2 separate regions of the Mus musculus genome follow, and region 2 is linked to region 1. A link is a contact called in public HiChIP or PLAC-seq data. All regions are on one chromosome and are shown on one strand. The core of a region is the stretch at or near the end of the contact, and the rest is flanking DNA. Distances in the headings are between cores, read along the strand shown. Region 1 holds the start of Emp2 (epithelial membrane protein 2). Region 2 holds the start of Tekt5 (tektin 5).

What was found. HiChIP or PLAC-seq counts read pairs in DNA pulled down with a chosen protein or histone mark.
Region 2: an H3K27ac HiChIP or PLAC-seq map of embryonic stem cells shows a contact between it and region 1, with 9 read pairs. The contact joins the promoter of Tekt5 here to the promoter of Emp2 in region 1. A contact is called at or near these places in 16 of 39 promoter capture datasets (3T3-L1-derived adipocytes, the C10 cell line, the SN4741 cell line and 10 more), 3 of 15 datasets of contacts at CTCF or cohesin (the NIH/3T3 cell line, embryonic stem cells and large pre-B cells), 17 of 484 Hi-C or Micro-C datasets (the HL-1 cell line, the HPC-5 cell line, bone marrow-derived macrophages and 10 more), 14 of 115 datasets of contacts at active chromatin or transcription factors (bone marrow-derived macrophages, embryonic basal ganglia, embryonic fibroblasts and 6 more) and 4 of 9 other capture datasets (adipose tissue, embryonic stem cells, liver and 1 more).

Annotation. Positions count from the first base shown.
Region 1 is chr16:10,312,450-10,316,190 of GRCm38.p6, forward strand. It overlaps Emp2 (epithelial membrane protein 2), which reads right to left and starts at 1,519. Exons shown (of 5, transcript NM_007929.2): 1 at 1,363-1,519.
Region 2 is chr16:10,393,170-10,397,232 of GRCm38.p6, forward strand. Tekt5 (tektin 5) reads right to left here and starts at 2,286. Exons shown (of 7, transcript NM_001291001.2): 1 at 1,684-2,286. The coding sequence starts at 2,250.

The DNA.
Region 1 (3,741 bases), core at 269-2,768:
CCCTGGGCTGTGGGCCGGGTATCTATCTGCCCAATACCTTGCAGGGGACCCACACCTCTTACAAGGTCTCTCCCCATTTCCTGCAGCCCACTGAGGTATCTCCTGGTGGGAATGAGTGGAGTCACGGGGAAGACAGGGTGAAGGTGTGGCTTCACAGCCTTGAGTAGCTAACTCTGCCAGGTCTCTAGGCCAGGTGTCTCCCAGAATAAGGCTTTCTGGGAGGAGGCGGGAGAAGCCCAATGCATACTCCCATTGGCCTTCCACATTCTCTTCCCTTGGGTCTCTCCTGTAACCTGCATGGATCCATCCTACTGAACCCCTTACATTATTTGAAAGTGACATTCCAGGGAGAGGTGGTCAGCCTCCATGTCTAGGTTTTGGAATTTCTCTCTGATTCGGAATGCTCAAGCAGAGGCGGCTAGAGGCGTCTTTTGTGCCTCTCATTGTGGTAAGAGCACAGCATTTATGATGTAAACCATTTGTAATTCTACAAGCACATGGCCTGAAATGAACCAGCAATGTTGAGTGACGCCCACTACTATCTATACTCAAAACGTTCCATCATCCGCAATTAAATCTGTACCTGTTAAATAGTCCAAAATCCCAGCCATCTCCATCGCCTGGCAATGATCACCACCCACTCTGGATTGCCTTTGAACTTGTAGGTTCTAGATGCCTCATAGTAGTGGGACCCTCCTGAACTGAACCTAGATGCTTCAGTCCTTCTCCAAGCTTGGCATGCACACTCAGTTATACCTCCTTTTCCCGTGGAATCATGGGTGCCATCCCTTCTTCCCTTTAAAGCCCACAGATCTGCCACAGTAGTCAAGAGCAGGCAGGGGGGCCATCCTTGGAGCTTACCCCCCAGGCTGGGACACCGTTAAGAACCCAAGGAAGCTGCCCCCTCGCCGCTGTGGGGCGCCACGGAGCCCAGACCCGGAGGAGTGCGCGGCCCTCAGGGACCCGAGGACCAGGTCCTGTCTGATTGGTACTGCTTGGGAATCAGACGCTGAGTACAACAGGCAACAAGTGGGCTACTCTGGAGTTCAGAGCTTTGGGCCAGCGATGGTGGAGAGGGGATCCGCCCTGACTCTTTCCCAGACTTTTCCCGCCCACTTGGACGCAAAAGGTGGCGAATGCCACCCAGGGGTGGCAGGGTGGCCTTGGGGGGCACCAAAGGGAAGGTCTGCGCCACAGAAATCTGGAGAAGGAGCAACGGGACTGCCGCACGAACCGCACCCCAACCCTTCCCCGTCAAGCACGGATCCCCTGGCCTGTCCCGATTCCTAAAGAGGGCACACTGCTCCCTGTCATTCCGGAACCCCGACGTCACCGCAGTCCCTTGTCGCGCCCCCAACTCACCGGGCACGGGCGTCTGGACACAGTGGCGGGCTGCGCGTGGGGCGAGGCGCCGGCTGTTTTGAAGCTTGGGGCTGGGACTGCGCGGCGTCCTCCGCCCTCCGGGCTGCCGAGCCTCCTCCCTGCCGCCCTCTCCCTAGCCCGCCTCCCTGCCCGCCCGTGATGTCAGGAGCCGCCGATCCAGGGGGCGGGACCACGGGAGGCCGGGCGCCCCCCCCCCCCCCACCTCCCCTTGCTGGGCCGTCCAGCAGCACTCTGTAAAGTTCGAGGGAGCTGGAAGTCTCCTGCTGGGATCATCGCTGCCCTTCTCATCTCTGCCGCCCCTCTTCTCCTGACTGCAGGGTCAGGACCCTGAGATTTCCACTTCTTTCCGAGCAGCCCTCTCTGTCTCTTACTAATTTAGCTGGTTGTTAATCTCTCCTGCCTCAGTTTCCTATGATAGAAAAGGAAGGCGTGGCGGGACCTTGTCCTGAGGCCTAAAGGCCACACTCGGTGCCTCCTGGAGAGGCTGAGTTGATATGAGCCAAGCCATAACTGAAAAATCAATTCCTTCCCCGAAGTAAGACCACCATAAGGACCAGTCTTAAGATTCCTTCAAGCCTGGCCAGGCCTGAGAAGTTTGATATAGAGGATCCAAGTTGTGATCTCAATTGGGCATTGTATCCTTGCTTTCTCTTTTTCTTTTCTTAAGCACTTTTAATCTCTCTCTCTCTCTCTCTCTCTCTCTCTCTCTCCCCTCTCTCTCTCCTCTCTCTCCTCTCTCTCTCTCTCTCCCCTCTCTCCCCTCTCTCCTCTCTCTCCTCTCTCTCTCTCTCTCTCCCCCCTCTCTCCTCTCTCTCCTCTCTCTCCTCTCTCTCTCTCTCTCCCCTCTCTCCTCTCTCTCCTCTCTCTCTCTCTCTCCCCCCTCTCCTCTCTCCTCTCTCTCTCTCCCCTCTCCCCTCCTCTCTCTCTCCCCCCCTCTCCTCTCTCTCCTCTCTCTCTCTCTCTCCCCTCTCTCTCCTCTCTCTCCCCCCCCTCTCTCTCCTCACTCTCTCTCTCCCCCCCCTCTCCTCTCTCTCCTCTCTCTCTCTCTCCCCTCTCTCTCTCCTCTCTCTCTCTCTCCCCCCCTCTCTCCTCTCTCTCCTCTCTCTCTCTCCCCTCTCTCTCCTCTCTCTCCTCTCTCTCTCTCTCTCTCTCTCCCCCCCTCTCTCTCTCCTCACTCTCTCTCTCTCCCCCTCTCTCTCTCCTCTCTCTCTCTCTCCTCACTCTCTCTCCCCCCCCCCTCTCTCTGTGTGTGTGTGTGTGTGTGCACGCGCGCATGCACTTTGAAGAGCTGATTTTCTCCTTCCTTCTTGGCAATGCTCCTGAGGATCACCAGGCCACCAGGCTTGGACAGCAAGTGCCTTCACCTGTCAGAGCCTTCTTGCCACATCAGTTATTTCTGTTTTCAGTATTTTTTTAATTACATTTGTTCACTTACTTATTTGCTTGTGTGTATGGAGAGCACACATGGAGAGCAGAGAGAACCTTCCACTGTATAGATCCTGAGGAGAGAACTCAGGTCCTCACATCTAGTGGCAAGTGTCCTTATTATCCTCTGCCCCTGCTGCTGTGATAAACACCAGGTCCAAAAACAACTCAGAGAAGAAAGGATTGGTTGCACCTCACACTTCAGGAAAAGCAGAGCTCAGGTGGGAACCTGGGGCAGGAGCTGGTGCAGACTGTGGAGGAAGGCTGATGACTATGGCCTTTGACTTGCTCAGTACCGTATATAGTCCAGGCCCACCTGGACCTGGGAAAGGACCCAGGGATGGCCATGCCCACATGGTGGTCAGGAAAATGCACCACCACCATACCCACAGACCAGTCTGATGGAGGCAATTGTTCAATCTCTGTCTCCTTCTCCCAGGTGTCTCTGAGTTTGTGTCAAGATGACAGCTGAGCTAACAATGACAGCCATCTTGCCAGCTCTTGGTTTATTTTATTTATTTACTTATTATTTGTTGAGACAAGATCTTTAATGCAACCCAGGCTGTCTTTAAACTTGCAACCCTCCAAGTGCTAGGGTAACAGGTACACATGGCAAATACCACCACCCCTACCACCGCAAGCCCGGCTGCTACATCTCCATGTTCACCAACATCATTTGAAATCCAATTGCAGATCTCTCTAGAAGGAAGCTCTCACTGGGTCAAAGTTAGAGATTCCTTGGGGGACATGACACTCCCAAATCCGAAGGGTCACTCCTCCAGGCCTCAGGTTGATAAAATTGGTCTAGGATCTCACTTGCATGGTCAAGGCAAATGAAGACTCATTCCCCAAGCAAGAGAGTCATTGCACAGGGGTCAGGAGACATTACTTTGAGCTAAGGCCTGTCTGTCCCATGGTCATCTTGAAAACAAC
Region 2 (4,063 bases), core at 1,036-3,535, 81 kb after region 1:
ACATCTTCATTAAAAAAAAAAAAAAAAAGCCAGGAGCAGACTGTCTTCCAGGTAGCTAGGAGGAGCGTCTCAAAGCCCACCTCCACAGTGACACGCTTTCTCCAACAAGGCCACACCTCCTAATAGTGCCACTCCCTGGGCCAAGCACATTCAAACCACCACAATGTGTATGTGCAAGTGCACATACATATTTGAGTGCTGGGTACCACACTCCACTTTAGACTGGGTGTGTGTCCAAAAGCATTGGCTAGACAGCAATCAGTACATAGGTCAATAAGGATGCAAACAGACATCAGGGCAAACAGCAGGCAGGGACCACTCTTGAACATGTCAGTTAGAAGACAGGTTCTTTGTCCCAGTGGAGCCTAATCCCAGTGTACATAGAAGACTCAACCATAGAGACTGGGGAGACAGCGTAGTCACGAGGTTGCTATGCAAGCCAGAGGAGCTGAGTTCCAATCAGCCAGGCCCAGAAGCACATACTATAATCTCAGTTCTGGGAAGACAAAGATAAGGATACCCAGAGGACAGTAAGTGAGCTACTAGTTTAGTGAGAGACTCTGCCTCAGAGAATAAGCTGGAGAGTAATTGAAGAAGACACATGAAGTCCACCTCTCGTCTCCATGTGTTGTACACAAATAGACCCACAAAGTCAATTGTGGTATCTGTTAGAAGATGTTATCTCCAATGTCCTAATGACCACAGCATGTGTGTACACACTTGCATAAGCAGGTACACAGTATCTTGATGGAACCCTTATGTGATGACTGTTATTAGCTGTCAACTTGATTGGCTCTGAGGTCAACTGAGAGGCTCTGGGAAGGTGTATGGGAAAACTCCCTAAGAAGGGGAACCTTCCCCCACACCCACAGTGGGCAGCAGCTACACATGAAAAGGGTTTTTGAGAAAACCAGTGCAGCTTTTGCCTGCCTGCCTTCATTCCTTTCCAGTGAGACCACCTACCCTATTGCAGCTGCTCCTCCCCTTCAGAAATCAGCCTGCCAACATGGACTGAAGGCCTGCAACTCTTTAGGACCCGCCCCCCTGGGCCTCCACCACCACACTGGGACGCTGAGGCACCCAGACAATTGCACTGAGCAGCTACAGGGTTCTCAGCCCCTTCAGACGGCCATGTGTCACTACTCAGTATGAATTGTGTAGACCAATCCAGTAAATCCCCCTGTGGTCTGTATTTGTTTTAGAGAACCCTGACCAGCACACCTAAGGAGGAAATTGATCCAATCTGAAAACTCGCATCTGATTGAGGCTATTCTGAGTTGACTGAGATTGTAATTATTATTTAATTTATTTATTTTTGTTATGTGTGTATGAGTATTTTGCTTGCTTCCATGTCTATATAAGCATATATATATATATATATATATATATATATATATATATATATATATATACAAGCATGCAGTGCCCTAGGAGGCTAGAAGATTGTTTCCGAACCCGTGAAATTAGAGTGAAATTAGTGTCAGCTGCTGCCATGTGGGTGCTAGGAACCCGAACCCAGGTCCTCTGCAAGAACAACTGCTCTTAGCCCTGAGCTATTTCTCCACTCTTTTTCACCTTAAAAATCTGACCGTGAACGACAACGCAATTCAACCCATCTGCAAGATGCCTGCCACCTTGACTCAGTAACAGCAGGTGCAGTGGTGTCTCCCTTCCCCCACTCACCTGCAAGGGACAGTTCACCTCCTCAGCAGCGCACTCCAAGCGCCTCTTGAGGGTGTCCATGCTGCTGTTCTCCGTCAGAAGCCTGTCCAGCTCATAGCACAACTCGGACTTCCAGAAACCGAGGTCGGATAGCCTCTGGCCCAAGTTCCGGGAGGTTCCCTCCTGCATCTGGTGTATCAGCTGGTCCTTATCCTGCATGATCCGCAGCGAGTCGCCTGTCAGCCGGCTGGCCCAGAGCCGCGAGGCCTCTGCATTCCTGATCTGCAGATCATTGGAGCGGTCCCAGTCCCTTGGGGTGTAGCGACAGAAGAGCGCGGAGCGGAGCGAGGGCAGGATGGTGGGCGGCCGCCGGATGCCTGAGCATTCCTCGGGGATTGTCTGGGAGGTGGCGATCTTGTGGAAGACGCTGGGTCTCCACGCGTTCAGGTAGCGGTATCCGGGCAGGTGAAAGGGTTGGTAGCACTCCTGTACCACAGGTTCCTGCCCAGCAGGGGGCAGCGCCTGCAAGCCACAGCCTTTCTTGGGGCCACAGAAACTCGCTGTCTGAGTGGTTCCAAGAAATTCCATCTTTCCCCATCAGCCCCACCGGGGAAAACTTTACCCAAGGGGCCAGGGCATCCCAAGAGCTAGGAGCCGCGGGGCCTCTGTGACTTAGTGCTGGTGTCATAAAGCATGGGTTAGGGTCTTTGTGCCAGGTCCTGGTTCTCCAGGTGGTTGAAGCCCCTATGATCTAAATAAAATGCAGTCAACAAAGAGAAGTGTGTTTAGGGCCTGAAGAGATGGTTTTGGTGGCTAGGAGCATATAGTGCCCAACCGAAGGAGCTAAGTTCCTAGCAACCACATCACAACCGCCTGTAATTCTGGCTCAAGGAGATCTAATTCCTCCACAGGAGCCCATGCACACAGATAAACACAAATACACAAAATCAAAAGAAAAGAAGGCTTCTTTTGGAGACAGGGTTTCTCTGCATAGTCCTGGATGGAGCTTGCTTTGTAGATCAGGCTGGCCTCAAATTCTCAGAAATCCTCTGGCTCCACCTTCTGAGTACTGGGATTGAAGGCTTGCACCACCACTCCCAGTGGCTTTTTTTTTTTTTTTTTTTTGAGTGGAATTTTTCAATCCCACTGGTTTGGGGTCGAAAGAAACGGCAGATGTCTGTCATTCTGGAACAACAAAATCTGCCTTTCCAGAGCTTGATCAGTCTGGGTATCGAAGCAAATCTAATATGGTCCACACCTCTCACCCTGTGGGATCAGCTGGGCCAACATTAGCTGTCTTTGTTTCTTTATTCCCAAGATAATATCCAGAAGGTTCGATCATGCCTGCAGGAGTCAGGATGGAGTCAGGAAGGTGGGGACTAGAAGACCATCCTCAGCTATCTGTGTTTTTGTTTTGTTTTGCTTTGAGACACGGCTCCAGGTACCCAAGCTGACCTCAGACTTGATATGTGGCTGAGAAGAGCCTTGAACTTCTGATTCTCCTTCTCGACTCTCCTAAATGATGAGATTACAGGCCTCTGCCGCTGGCTGCACTGTTTGTGCTGAAGTTTGAAGCCCAGGGCTTCCGCAATGCTAGGCAAGCATTCTATCAACTATATCCCAAGGCTCATGAGTTTGGGGATATCATAGGCTACATGTGACTGAGTCAAAACATCAAATATTTTAAAATGGCCCATACATTGCACAGAGTTGTGCTCAGCAGTAGTGTTCACGCCAGCAGGAAGAGTGTGGTCGGACTGGATCGAGCATGAGCAGTTAGATCACGAAGCCTAAATGTGGAGTGGTTGCAATGGAGAACCACAACACTCTAGGCAGGTAAAATGGGGCCACAAAGACAAGAAAGTTTTACAACCTGCAGTTTTGAGAATGCAAAACTGGCCTCCTCATCAGTCTTCCTGGAACAACAAATGGGAGGAGGGGAGAAGCTGGAAATGGAATGGGTAACTGAAGTGCTCTGTGTGCTGGCTTGAGTAGGCTTGGTCCCCAGAGACTCAGGTGTGGCCCACAGGGAGTGACACTATTAGCAGATGTGTCTTTGTTAGGATAGGTGTGGCCTTGGTGGAGGAAGTGTGTCAGTGTGGGAGTGGGTTTTGAGGGCTCCTAGTGCTCAAGCTCTGCCCAGAGAAGGAGACAGTCTCTCCTGGTTGCCTTCAGATCAAGCTCTGCCCCGTGAGGAGGAGACAGTCTCTCCTGGTCGCCTTCAGATCAAGATTCTCCTTTTCCAGCACGAGGTCGGCCTGCACACTGACATGTTTCCTACCATGACGACAATGAACTGGACCTCTGAAGCTCTAAGCCAGCCCCCATTAAATGTTGTCCCAGGAGTTGCCTTGGTCGTGGTGTCTCTTCACCGCAATGGAAACCCAAACTATGATACTCT